Linked DNA regions of Sus scrofa: regions 2 and 3 are each linked to region 1. Evidence: chromatin contacts called from public Hi-C data. All regions are on one chromosome and are shown on one strand. The core of a region is the stretch at or near the end of the contact, and the rest is flanking DNA. Distances in the headings are between cores, read along the strand shown. Region 1 holds the start of SAMD15 (sterile alpha motif domain-containing protein 15). Region 2 holds the start of AHSA1 (activator of 90 kDa heat shock protein ATPase homolog 1). Region 3 holds the start of GSTZ1 (glutathione S-transferase zeta 1).

The links. Hi-C and Micro-C count contacts between places; a contact is called where the count stands out from the background.
Region 2: a contact with region 1 is called in a Hi-C map of skeletal muscle, with 5 times the contacts expected there. The contact joins the promoter of AHSA1 here to the promoter of SAMD15 in region 1. A contact is called at or near these places in 6 of 47 Hi-C or Micro-C datasets (alveolar macrophages, heart right ventricle, liver and 1 more) and 1 of 2 datasets of contacts at active chromatin or transcription factors (alveolar macrophages).
Region 3: a contact with region 1 is called in a Hi-C map of skeletal muscle, with 8 times the contacts expected there. The contact joins the promoter of GSTZ1 here to the promoter of SAMD15 in region 1. A contact is called at or near these places in 2 of 5 promoter capture datasets (fetal liver and liver), 7 of 47 Hi-C or Micro-C datasets (alveolar macrophages, brain, heart right ventricle and 2 more) and 1 of 2 datasets of contacts at active chromatin or transcription factors (alveolar macrophages).

What each region holds. Positions count from the first base shown.
Region 1 is chr7:100,447,633-100,451,537 of Sscrofa11.1, forward strand. SAMD15 (sterile alpha motif domain-containing protein 15) reads left to right here and starts at 1,926. Exons shown (of 5, transcript XM_013989196.2): 1 at 1,926-2,709; 2 at 2,712-3,580. The coding sequence starts at 1,965. TMED8 (protein TMED8) reads right to left here and starts at 1,718. Exons shown (of 6, transcript XM_003356761.4): 1 at 1,502-1,718. The coding sequence starts at 1,619.
Region 2 is chr7:100,508,742-100,512,646 of Sscrofa11.1, forward strand. It overlaps AHSA1 (activator of 90 kDa heat shock protein ATPase homolog 1), which reads left to right and starts at 1,855. Exons shown (of 9, transcript XM_001928890.6): 1 at 1,855-2,093; 2 at 3,732-3,905. The coding sequence starts at 2,014. It overlaps VIPAS39 (spermatogenesis-defective protein 39 homolog), which reads right to left and starts at 1,423. Exons shown (of 20, transcript XM_003356755.4): 1 at 1,290-1,423.
Region 3 is chr7:100,390,361-100,394,265 of Sscrofa11.1, forward strand. It overlaps GSTZ1 (glutathione S-transferase zeta 1), which reads left to right and starts at 1,912. Exons shown (of 9, transcript NM_001243638.1): 1 at 1,912-2,049. The coding sequence starts at 2,035. It overlaps POMT2 (protein O-mannosyl-transferase 2), which reads right to left and starts at 1,804. Exons shown (of 21, transcript XM_001926162.6): 1 at 1,316-1,804. The coding sequence starts at 1,773.

The DNA.
Region 1 (3,905 bases), core at 676-3,175:
TACAGCTCTGATTCAACCCCTAGCCTGGGAACCTCCATATGCCGCGGGGGAGCGGCCCAAGAAATAGCAACAATAACAACAACAACAACAACAAAAAAAAGGCAAAAGACAAAAAAAAAAAAAAAAAAAAAAAATAAGAAAACAAAAAGTCACAGGGAAAAGAAGGATGATTCAAAGCTGTGTATGCACGTGCATGTGTATGTGTTTCACCCAAGCAGCATTAGGCAATGGGAGATACTTAGGACAGGAAGTAAAAAGACAGAGAAAGTCACCATCCTGGAAGATACACATCCGAGAAAACCTCTTCTGACAGCACATAGAGGTTCCATGAGCAAATCCAGACCTTTTTCCCGTAATAATGGATCTCACCAGTATAGTGTGTACAGTGGGTGGGCCAGGCACCAAGTGCCTCATACACAGTAGTTCCTGAAATCCTCCCAGCAATCTTATTAGGCAGGTATCATCAGCGCCCACAATTTATAGGTGAGGAAACAGAGAAGTGACTTGCCCAAGTACCTTAAAGATTCAGACTCCAACCAGGCACCATGGCACCAGCTCTATCGATCCACTTTATGATGTCTGTTTTAACTTCAGAACTGGGCATTAAATTTACACTTGCTACTAAGTGAGACCAGTTCTTTCCCCTACAGGCATCCTTTTAGTTGCATCATGTGTGGAAGCTTGAAAGGTAAAAGTGTGATTGCTGGACACCTTCGCTTTTGGACACTGACAATGAAGTAATCCACACGGAGAAACTAGCGTGGGTGGAAATGAGACAGGCTCTAACAAGAAGACGAGGGTCCTGGAGAATGAGGGAGGTCGCCAAAGTTCCTACCTCAGCCTCTATTTCCTGCCTTTGCTCTGGCCGCTATGTTCATTCAAAAGACCCCAGAGCCTACCTATTCCAACTCTGCTTTTCATCTCCCCTACCCTGAGAGACGGAGAGGATGGATGCGAGGTGAGGCACGGGGGCCTATGTGCTGGAAGGCTAGAGCAAGTGGGGTTCTGGACAGAAGGAGGAGAGGCTGCCTATTCGGATGGGGGCAGAGAAGCGCGTGGAAAGGCTGGGACCTGGGACAGAGGTGGATCCGGAGAGGGAGCCAGAAGCAGGGGGCTGAGAGCCGGTGGGTTGGGGCCGGCAGCCCAGGAGTGATGAAAGGGCGCGCTGAAGCTAAAGAGTCGCCAGGAACAGAGCAGCCCTGTCACTACCATCCGGGCTGATCTAAGAAGGGAAACGGAGCAGGAACCAAGACATTTCGAAACAGGAGTTGAAAATAATTGCGAGCGAAGACCAGGCCCGGGAGGTGGCAGGAGAGGGGGTCGCGGGACGGGGGAGTGGGGCCCGGGCAGGAGCGAAGGCAGGGGCTCCACGCGCGCAGAGGCTGCCCAGGCCGGTCCACTCCGCCGGGCAGCGCAGGCAGAGCGCGGCCAAGCCTCGCGCCGAGGTGCGGGGCCCCGAGGCCGGAAGGCACCCACCCGCCGGCGCCCCAGCCTTTCGTACCTGAGGCGGCTGCCTGGCTCCCTTCCACTCCCAGGCCGTCCCCGACGCCGCGCGCCGGCCCTCGGGGGGCTGCGGGGCTCCAGACGCCCGGCCCCTCAGCGACCTGCGGGTCAGACATCTGCAGCCCGCGCGGTTAGCGCCTCCGCCGCTCGCCGCCAGTGGCTCCGGAAACAGCCGAAGGCGGAGCGCGCCGGGAAGAGCCGAGTAGAGCCCGCGGGCCGGAAGGGGCAGCGCGTCGGCCCCCGGGCGGTCCGAGGAGCTCTGCCCAGCGGAGGCTGGCAGTGCGGGCTCGGGGAGGGTTACTGCGTGCTGCTGATCGCAGGTTTGTAAAGTCAGGGCTTGAAAGAACAAACAAAACCTGGAGAAGATTCCGTGAGACCCGGCCGGAAGTCGTGGTATCCATAGAGACGCTATCGGAAGTTGGGGTTGCTAGGAGGCCTGAGCGCGTCGGCTCAGCTGCGTCATGGCTGAAGTCCCAGAAGATTACGATTCTGATCTGGGTGAAGATGAAAACCTGCCGTATGAGAAAGCAAAACTGCCTGAGTCTCCTAAGGTGACTGAAGATGACGAACCAGACGTCATGGCCGAGGGAAGCCTGGAGGTACCTGTGGAGACTGAACAAGAGCCAGAGACAGAGGAAGAGGACTTCAAAGAGGGAGCATGGGAGAGTGCTAAGGAAGGACACCCACTCCTAAAACCAACCCGCGTGTCCGAAGAAGAGATTCCCAACAAGTCTGAGATATACTTTTCCAACGAGACTGAGCTAGGGATTCCCCAAGAGGTAAGGTCAGAGACATCCAGACAGGTAGGAGGAGAGCTTTTCAAGGATGTGGAGGTCCCTGCGGACAAAAAGGGGGAGCAGCCAGAAGAGGAAGCCAGATCGAATGTTACAGAAGATGTACACATAGAGTCAGCTAAGGAAACAGACCTAGAGCTACCAAAGGAAGCCGAGTCTGCGGTCCCAGGGTCCACCATGAGTGAGACAAGATTAGAGTTAGTAGAGGAGACCAAACCAGAGGTTCGGGAGGAATCACTTAGAGAGCAATATGAAGAGACAGGTCTGGAACCTATAGAGCAGACCAAACCTGAATATCCAAGTGAGACACCACGAAAATCAATGGAAGAGGACGCTCTACAGCCACTAAAGATGGCTACACCAGAAATTCCAGAGGAGACACAAAGTAAGTCACCTGAGAAAAGGACAGAGCCACTGGGCAGGCCAAAGCAGAGATTCCAGCAGAGAAACCAAGTCTGTCCGCTGAGGACACACAAAGAAAATCAACTGAAGAGAAAATGTCAGAGCCACTAGAGGAGATCAAATCAGAGTTTTCTGAGGAAAAATCAAGAAAACCAATTGAGGAAACAGTTCCAGAGCTCCCAGGAGAGGCCAAACCAGAAGTTCAAGAGGAGCCACAAAGAAAGTCAACTGTGGAGAAAGTTCTAGATCCACCAGAAGAGACTGACCCAGCGTTTCCAAAGATAGAACCAAGAAAGTCAACTGAGGAAACAGATCAAATGCCACCACAGCAGACCAAACCAGAAGTGCAAGAGAAGACACAAACAGAGCCAACTAAGGAGGGAGATTTGGAGTTACCAGATTATACAGAACCACTACTTGGAAAAGAGACACATGTAGAATTTGCCAAGGAAGCTAGGCCAGAACCAATTGAATTTAAGCATTCTGCAGACCAGGAAGAGCTAGAGCACTCTGACCATCAAATCGGAAAGTTGTTACTAAATGAAACTAAAAAAGTTTCAAAAGACTCTGTGTCAGGGTCTCTTACAGTAAGTGAAGCAAACTTAGTGAATACAGATTATGAGTTTTCTAAAGAACTCCAGAGTCTGTTTCAGCTTTCTGATGCCAATTATGAATTTTACTCATATTTCTTTGAGTGTCGGAAGGATTTAAGAGAATCATCTAGTGAAAAGGAAGTTGTAAATCTGTCCCCAGGGTCCATGAAACTGGTTCATAAAAAAACCAGGCACCCCAAGCATACTCACTTACAATTTGAGTATCTTGAATGGAGCCCAGAGGAAGTTGCAGAGTGGATTAGCCAGCTAGGCTTCCCTCAATATAAGGTACAAAATTAACATTTTTTGGAAATCCTTTACTCATTCCTTCACCTCTTATTCCTATACCCTTCCCTGAGCTTTTGCCACTTTTTGGAGTATAGAAGAGTCATGGACTAGAGGTAATTTGGATTTTAATTTTAGCCTTTTTACTGATATGCATATATTTGTATATTGGGAGAAGGATTTGTTTGTTTTTCCTATTCATCACAGTGATTATATGTGTCTGCCATGCTTGAATAAAGACTAAGAGATTTATATAGGCTTCTTTTCATAAAAATCTATATTTTTAAAAAGGATTTTGTCCAAGATAGACTTTTTGGTACTTTGTCAA
Region 2 (3,905 bases), core at 605-3,104, 61 kb after region 1:
AACCACCTTGTAAGACTGATGTGAGGCTTAAACCAGTTTAAACACATAAGGCACTTTAGTGCCTGATACAAAATTAATGTTCAATATTTTTATTATTAATAAGTCAACTGAAAGACTTATTAATGTCAAAGGTAGAAAGAAAATCTTTCTAAGCATTCCTAAAGTTTAAAAAAAATATTATTTGACACAAAACTTCTAAGTGCCCATCCCAAACACTGAAGGTGTGTATACAGGATGTGAATGTCTCTGGTAGAGATGCCACTTTATAGAGCACTTTGTAATCCTCAGAACAACCCTTTAAGGGAGGCCTGGCAGACTCCATTTCACTGATGAGGGAAATGAGGCACAAAAGGATTAAGCATCAAAAGTATTAAGCTAATTGCTTCTATAATCCAGGTTTTCTCTCTCCTAGATCATTTCCACTTCGATTTGCATGGTCCTTTTTATCACTCTAGGGGAAACGACCGCAGGTCCTTACTATACTACAAAAAATAAATATCTGTAAGTGTCTACGAATAAGCACAGAATATGTCTAACAAATCCAATAATCCACCAGAGGACTTCTGGAATCTTTTTTAACCATGCAATGGCAATGAACACGTGACACTAGTTTGTACTTCCAGCATCAAATCAGAACCAAGATCTACTCAGTAAATAAAAAGACAATCATTTAATCGTTCTAGAATTTATAAAACCACCAGGTGCAATTTTAAGAGTGACTATGAAAGGTGCTTCCGCACGACTTAAAATACTTCAGGGCTTGTCCTTGTCACTTGTTTACTGAGAACCCACAATACTGGATAGTAGATCCGAGGGGAGAACAGGAACACGATAAGGAAAAGAAAACGGACACCCCCAAAATATCTACAACCAACACGCTCCCTGCCTCAGAACACCCCAGAAGCCAGCTACTGAGAAGTCATATTCGGATTCATTTAACATCTTCCGAGCCAGGCCTACAAAGGTGCGGCTATGAACTGAGACGAGGAAATGTGGCTTAAACTAGGAAGACTCCACGGGCCACGTCCAGGAAACACGGATCTACAGAAGCGGCCAGAGCCCAGGAGAACCCTGGTGGGGCAGAAGTTCGTTCAAAATCACCTGTTCGGGCTCATTCGCAGCCCCAACACCGAGTGTACACTGGCTCCCAACCCAGGGGTCAGGGGGACTGAAACAAGAGTCAGGCCTGGGAGGTCTGGGGACGCCTCAAAGAATAGGGGGGAAGATATGGATGCGGAGAGGCTGAACTCAGCCAGATACGTGGCCCAAGGGGTTTGGGACACCCTCACCTCTTCCACACCGAGCCCTCCCTCTCAGGTCAGCGCCAGACTCTTCCGCCGCTGGACCAGCCTTTCTACACAATCTTTGCGACATAGAAAAGGGGCGGAAGGGGATAGTCTCGGAGAGAGGCGGGAGGAGGTGTCGCAGAGGGGGAGGAACCATGAGTCAAAAAGGAAGCCACATCGCATTATGGAAGTTGTAGTTCTCGCCGCCTCGATCATCCGACGCTGCCTGGACAGACTCCGGGCCTCATGACTACAACTCCCAGAACACCCAGCGCACCGTGCTTAGGAGGTTTCCTCTACAGGTTGCACGACCTTCCGCGGTTATTTTGCAGGGTCACTGAAGACTACAACTCCCATGAGGCTCAACAGGGCAGATTAAGGGTTCAGGGAAACAGTGAGACTTGTCTTTTGGGTCTCTGCGGGTGGGGAATGGTCGTGTTGAGGGTTGCATTTCGGGCCTTTTACGGGATAACCCGAAGGAGTTAGCAGGAGCCCTAGAGCAGTGGGAAGCTAAGGTCCGACGAGGGGGAACGGAAGTACCCGGTAGGACGGAGGAGGAGCCGGAAGTTGAGGCGGGGAGGGGCGGGGGGTGGAGGGAAAAGCAAGCTAGGAGGATCTGCGGCCGCTTCTAGTAGTTTCCAGGCGCTGCCGGGCGGCTGGGACCGGGCGGTCCTGAGGCTGTGGCTGTGGCTGCTTAGGCGCTGGTGGCGGCGCGATAGGCGAGCCGATGGCTAAGTGGGGTGAGGGCGACCCACGCTGGATCGTGGAGGAGCGGGCGGACGCCACCAACGTCAACAACTGGCATTGGTGAGGGCCAGCGGGCCAGGCCGCGGGAACGCTACGGCAGGGCCGGGGTTACAGGGTCCCCGGAACCTCTGCCGGGACAAAGCTGGGGCCGAGGCATCCCTACCTGCCCGGAGATGGGCGTGGGTGTTTCTTGTTGTGGGGGTCCGTAGTTCCAGGTTCCTCTACTCTCCGGTCTCCGTTTCAGTTTGGCGGAGGGGGGCGCAGGGGGTACGACGTGGAGGGCTGCGCCCCAGAGGAGGGGTTTCAGATATAAGAGAACATAACCCCTAGCAGCTGTATTCAGCCTGGGCAGAGAGGTGCTTCCCACACGTGGCCGGAGAAGTCACTGAGACCCAAACCGTCGCGGACTGTATTCGGAGATTGCAGGGTTAGGCTGCGGAGGGTTAGGATTTCTATTTTTCCACTGACGGGTGGAATTTAAAAGTAAGTCATAGCGAACCGCTGCCTCACTCCAGAAGGCTAAGGTTTGGAACGTGTTCAGCAGGTGCTTAGAGTTCAGTGATGCTCAAGGCGCCACGGCCTCTCACCCGGAACTGTTAAGTGATTGTATTGTAATTACAGGGACTGCCCCTTGTTGCCGGGCAATCGTGGTTTTATAACCTGACCACTTGAAAGCCTACCATTCTTCATGAAATCTTCTGGAAGTAATGTTTTCTTTTAAGTCCACTGAACTCTGTTCATACTGTCTTTATTTTTACTTTGTTGTAGTTCTTTTTACTGTTTTCTCTACTTAGTAAGTTGGGAGGTAGGTAGTTTTTCTTCTCTGTATCTCAGCCCGCCACTTCTCCTCTTAACATAATGTGCTTGACTTAATTTTTTTTTGTTTCTTTGAAAGTCCTTGGCTTAACATTGATTTTCTAGCTATTTAGAGGGCGCAGAATGTGTAGAGCATTTTGTGGCACGCTTGAATTTAACAGGTCAAATACTGCTTATGAGGTTAAAATTATTGGTTTATTTCTCACTGGACCTTTTAGCTCAATAGTGCATTCTCTAGACAGTAGTGTGCTCCTGACCTCAGCAAGCTGTGCACAGTTTTCCACTTGGTCAGACGGGGGCGCCATGTAAAATTACCAAATTCCCACCCTAGCACTATCATTGCTGAGAAAGGAAAGCAGATTTTTCTTTTCTTTTCTTTTTTTTTTCTTTTTTTTTTTTTTTTGGTCTTTTTGCCATTTCTTGGGCCGCTCCTGTGGCATACGGAGGGTCCCAGGCTAGGGGTCTAATCAGAGCTGTAGCCGCTGGCCTATGCTAGAGCCACAGCAACGCAGGATCCTAGCCGCATCTGCAACCTACACCACAGCTCAGGGCAATGCCAGATCCTTAACCCACTGAGCAAGGCCAGGGATCGAACCCACAGCCTCATGGTTCCTAGTCAGATTCGTTAACCATTGAGCCACGACGGGAACTCTGAAAGCAGATTTTTCCATTTAGTTTGTAATCATTCTGTACAGCAGGTGTCTTTATTGGCAGTATAAGACTCTGGTCTTCCTGAAAGAGTAACATGTTTGTGGACATGCAGGAGTGGGACTGAGTGTTTTGTGTTCCTTTCTGGCCTCTGTTAGCCTTGAATGCTTTCGCATAGAGTAAGTAATCGCCTTCATTTGGCTGCTGGTCCATAGCTTTGTTTTTATTTTGCAGGACAGAGAGGGATGCTTCAAATTGGTCCACAGATAAGCTGAAAACACTGTTCCTGGCAGTGCGGGTGCAAAATGAGGAAGGCAAGTGCGAGGTGACAGAAGTGAATAAGCTTGATGGGGAGGCATCCATTAACAATCGTAAAGGCAAACTTATCTTCTTTTATGAGTGGAGCAT
Region 3 (3,905 bases), core at 662-3,161, 57 kb before region 1:
TCTCTGTAAGGAAAACAATGCTCTCTTCACCTCCTAGCCCCAGCACCCAGCCTGGCAAAAAATTAATACAGCACAACTAAGTCAAGTGGCAGCTATAGCTTGCAATCTGACCTATTGCTGAGTCTGTCATCCTGCTATGAAATCAGAAAAACTCCTGTGGACATGGCCAGTCTTGAACTATCCTGATGTACCTGAGAACATCAACATTAACGCCCAAACATGGACTTCCCTCACATGTGTGCAAATACATAGACTGGCACAACCTCCTACTGACATCACTGATATAAATTCATATGCTTCTCCCAACACCCTAGGGCCCTTAACCTTTGTCCTGTATAGTGATTGAGGCTGAAACTACTCAGTGACACTCACTGCCCATGTGACTTAACCAAACCACCCTAACAGTGATCTAAATCAAACGTGATGGTGATCCAAATAAAATTTAACAAAAAATCCTGAACTGGAGTGACCTGCACCCCTTCAGGTAATTTGTTAGAATGTAGGGAAGAATGTGCTATGGAATGTCTTTCCATTGGGCAGGGGAGTCGCTCTTTTTTTAAATGAGGGACTTCATGGTAATTATTGGCAATGACACCAAAAATCAGAGGTCAGTCTAAACACCTATGTACAGATGCTAATGGATAAAAGATTGGCCTTAGACTACTTCCCAGCTATCTGAAATAAGACTTACTGGTCCTTCCCTCTCAACCCCCCCACCCATCCAACCCCTCCACACACAAACTTCTTGGCCAAACAAATGAACAATTTTCAGAGAGTATAAAACTTTTCCTCCTTCTTGATGGAAACTTTAAAGTTTACTTAATGAAATTTGACTTCCACAACTTAGTCCTACAAAATAAAACCTTTAAGGAAATATGTCTCTCCTCAAAGGATGGTCCTGGGACGCTTGGACACACGAGTTGTTTCGGTTGTCGAGAATAAGGCGCCCAGTTAGGCATGCTCCCCTCCACTGATGCCTGGAATTACTGTAGAAGAGGAACTCAGGCCTTAGGAAATTCTGTACTAAGATTCTCCTGGGAAAGTTCAAAGCCACAATTTGAGAGCCAGGTGAGACGTTGCAGCATAACCTACAAGACATGTGACTACTTCCTCAGATCCTAAAGAATCCCACTGCCATTCACCAGAGCAAAAATGACTCCTCTCATAGAGACTGCGCCTGGCCAGAAACCTGTTTCCCTTCCAGCGCGGCCCCGTCCCTGGGCTGCGAATCCCGCCCCCTCCATGCCCCGGACCAATGAGAAGGCGCGTCATTCCCTCCCAGTTGCCATGGTGCCGAGTCCCTCCCATTACTCACCAGATGTGCGGCGGCTGGTCCAGACGATGGAAGCGGGTGGCGAAGGACATTAGCGTCACCAGGGCCAGTAGAGCCCACTGGCCGACCGCCTCGAAGCGCCGCGAGCCCGGAACAGGCCGTTTGGGGCTCCGCGCTGTAGTCTCGGCAGCCGCATCCGCGCCCACGGCCCTTGGAGCCTGGGACCCACAGCGGCCCCTCCGGGGACGCAGCTCGGACCCTGCCAGGCCTCCGCCCACCGCCGGTGGCATCCTTACCCTTCTCAGGATGGCCCTCCGGCCTGCAAGCGCGCTGGGTCTTGCGAGCTGTCCGGCCAAGAAGTTACCAAGGGACTTCTCGGGGTTCCTTGGGAAATGTAGTTCCCTGCGCCGGCAGCAGGGCGCCAGGCCCCGGCCTCTAGGCTGGGCGGGGAGTGCGGTCGCCGCCCGGGCCGCTAGGAGGCGGCCAGTGGCGCAGAGCATGACTTCCGGGCGGGCCGGGCCCGGAAGAAAACAGGAGCAAAGAACTACAATTCCCAGCAGCCCCCGGGGCGGAGGCGGGGCGGAAAGGGCGGGGCCAGCCAGAAGAGCCCTAAAAGCTCGTTCTAATCCAACCCTTCACGTTACCGACACGAAAACCGAAGTTCTGACGTGTCGGGATCTCACTGGGCCTAAATCGTCGACGGGTCAGAGTCTTAGGCGTGAAGTTTCCTGGTCGGGAAGAAAGGTCGTCTGAATTAGGAGATGCAAGCGGGGAAGGTCTGTGCCACGCATCAGGGGAGAGGGGGCGCTACTTGCTGGGTGGGCGAGTTCAAAGGTGAGCCGCTCGGCCCCGCCCCCAGCTCCGACAGCGACTCCCAGCATGCTGTTGGCTGCGGTGGCCCCTTTCTGCGCCTGCGCGCTGTCCGCTGGGGCCTGTGGTCGAGGCAGGATTGGCCCCGCAGCGCTGCGTCCAGGTGTAGCGTCCCGGGCTTGGTTGGTGCCCTTGCGCTTCACCTTTCTCCCCCTACCCGATCTTCTAGAACTTCCGAACGTTGTCCCTCGTCTCCCTTTTTGGCGCAGCACTGCATGTCTCTTTCCCGACCAGGCCGCACGATAGGTCCAATCGGTTAACATATGGCCTTACAGGGTTGTTTGCATTTTGAAGGGGTTTGCATTGCTAGGGGCGAGGGGAGGCTGTGGCACTTTTCGTCATCACAATCACTTGGGGAACTTAACCGGTTTTAATTTGCGTCTCCTGGGCCCGCCCCAGAACCACTGTATCAATCTCTGGAGGAAGGAACCCAGAATCTGCATGTTTAATAAGCTCCCTGTTGAAACTTATTAAAGTTTGTGAAAGAGCCGCTATTTGAGCTCAAAGGAAGGTGGTGGCACATCAGGCGGAATATAGCACCACTTTCACAATGTGTAACCCTTTCACGTCCAAATGGGATTATAGGAGTCTTTCTTGAAAATCGTGTGTAAGAAATGGTTTAAAAATAAAATCTGAGAGTTCCCACCATAGTGGGGATATGCTGTAAGGCACCTTCGATCCCCAGCCCCATATAGTGGGTTAAGGATCTGCCTTGCTGCAGCTACAGCTCAGATTCAGTCCTTGGCCTGAGAACCTCCATATGCTGTGGATGTAGCCTTAAAAAGAAAAACAAAAGTGAGAAAAAAAATAAAAGGCTATTTTTCTTTTCTGTCTTTTTTTTTTTTTTTTTTTTTTTTTTTTAGGGCTGCACCCATAGCATGTAAATGTTCCCAGGCTAGGGGTTGAATCGGAGCTGTAGCCACTGGCCTACACCATAGTCACAGCAAGGCTGGATCAGAGCCGCATCTGAGAGTACACCACAGCTGACCGCAACACCGGATCCTTAACCCAGTGAGTGAGGCCAGGGATGGAACCCGCATCCTCATGGATGCTAGTCAGGTTCATTAACTGCTGAGCCACGGAACTCCTAAAAGGCTATTTTTCTAAGTAAATAACTATCTGCTAGAGTGATCAGAATCGATACTTGAATTGGAAAAAGTTCCTCCAGGAGTGATGATGGGCTTAAAATTTTGCTCTACAAATGCAAAAAGAACATGAAATGGTTTGTGCAGTTAATTGCATCGGTAAGAGAAATAGCAGGAATAGCCCTCCATTACATCTCTTGATGGCCCATAAGTAGATAATGTGAGGGCAGTGGCATTCTGTGATCACAGGTCAAAGGTGTAACATTTAGTAATTAAGTAAGGCATTGCTTCAAGGATTCTAAGCTAATGTCTATGCCTCTCTAGTCACTGCTTTGGCCCCAGGAGCCCCACCAACCTCACCAGTTAAGGAAAGGGATACACCTCAGAACAGAGTACATGCAGTTATAGCCACTCAACTATCAATGACACCTGCTGCCTGTCTCTTCCCTCTGCCAGAACTACCTTCACTTGCCCCACAAAAGTTGCCTTCAGGATAGATTGGAACTCCCAGGCTTGGGAACCAACTTGGGACAGGGCTGGGGGGAAGGGATGGGTTCCCCACTGTGCCATGGCCCACGTAGAAGAGTTGGTAGTTCAGGGATGGTGAAAGCATGGTCAGGTAGCAGCTTAGTGAGCTGGGAGATGCGAATGGAAGAGAGAACTTGGGTGAAATATCT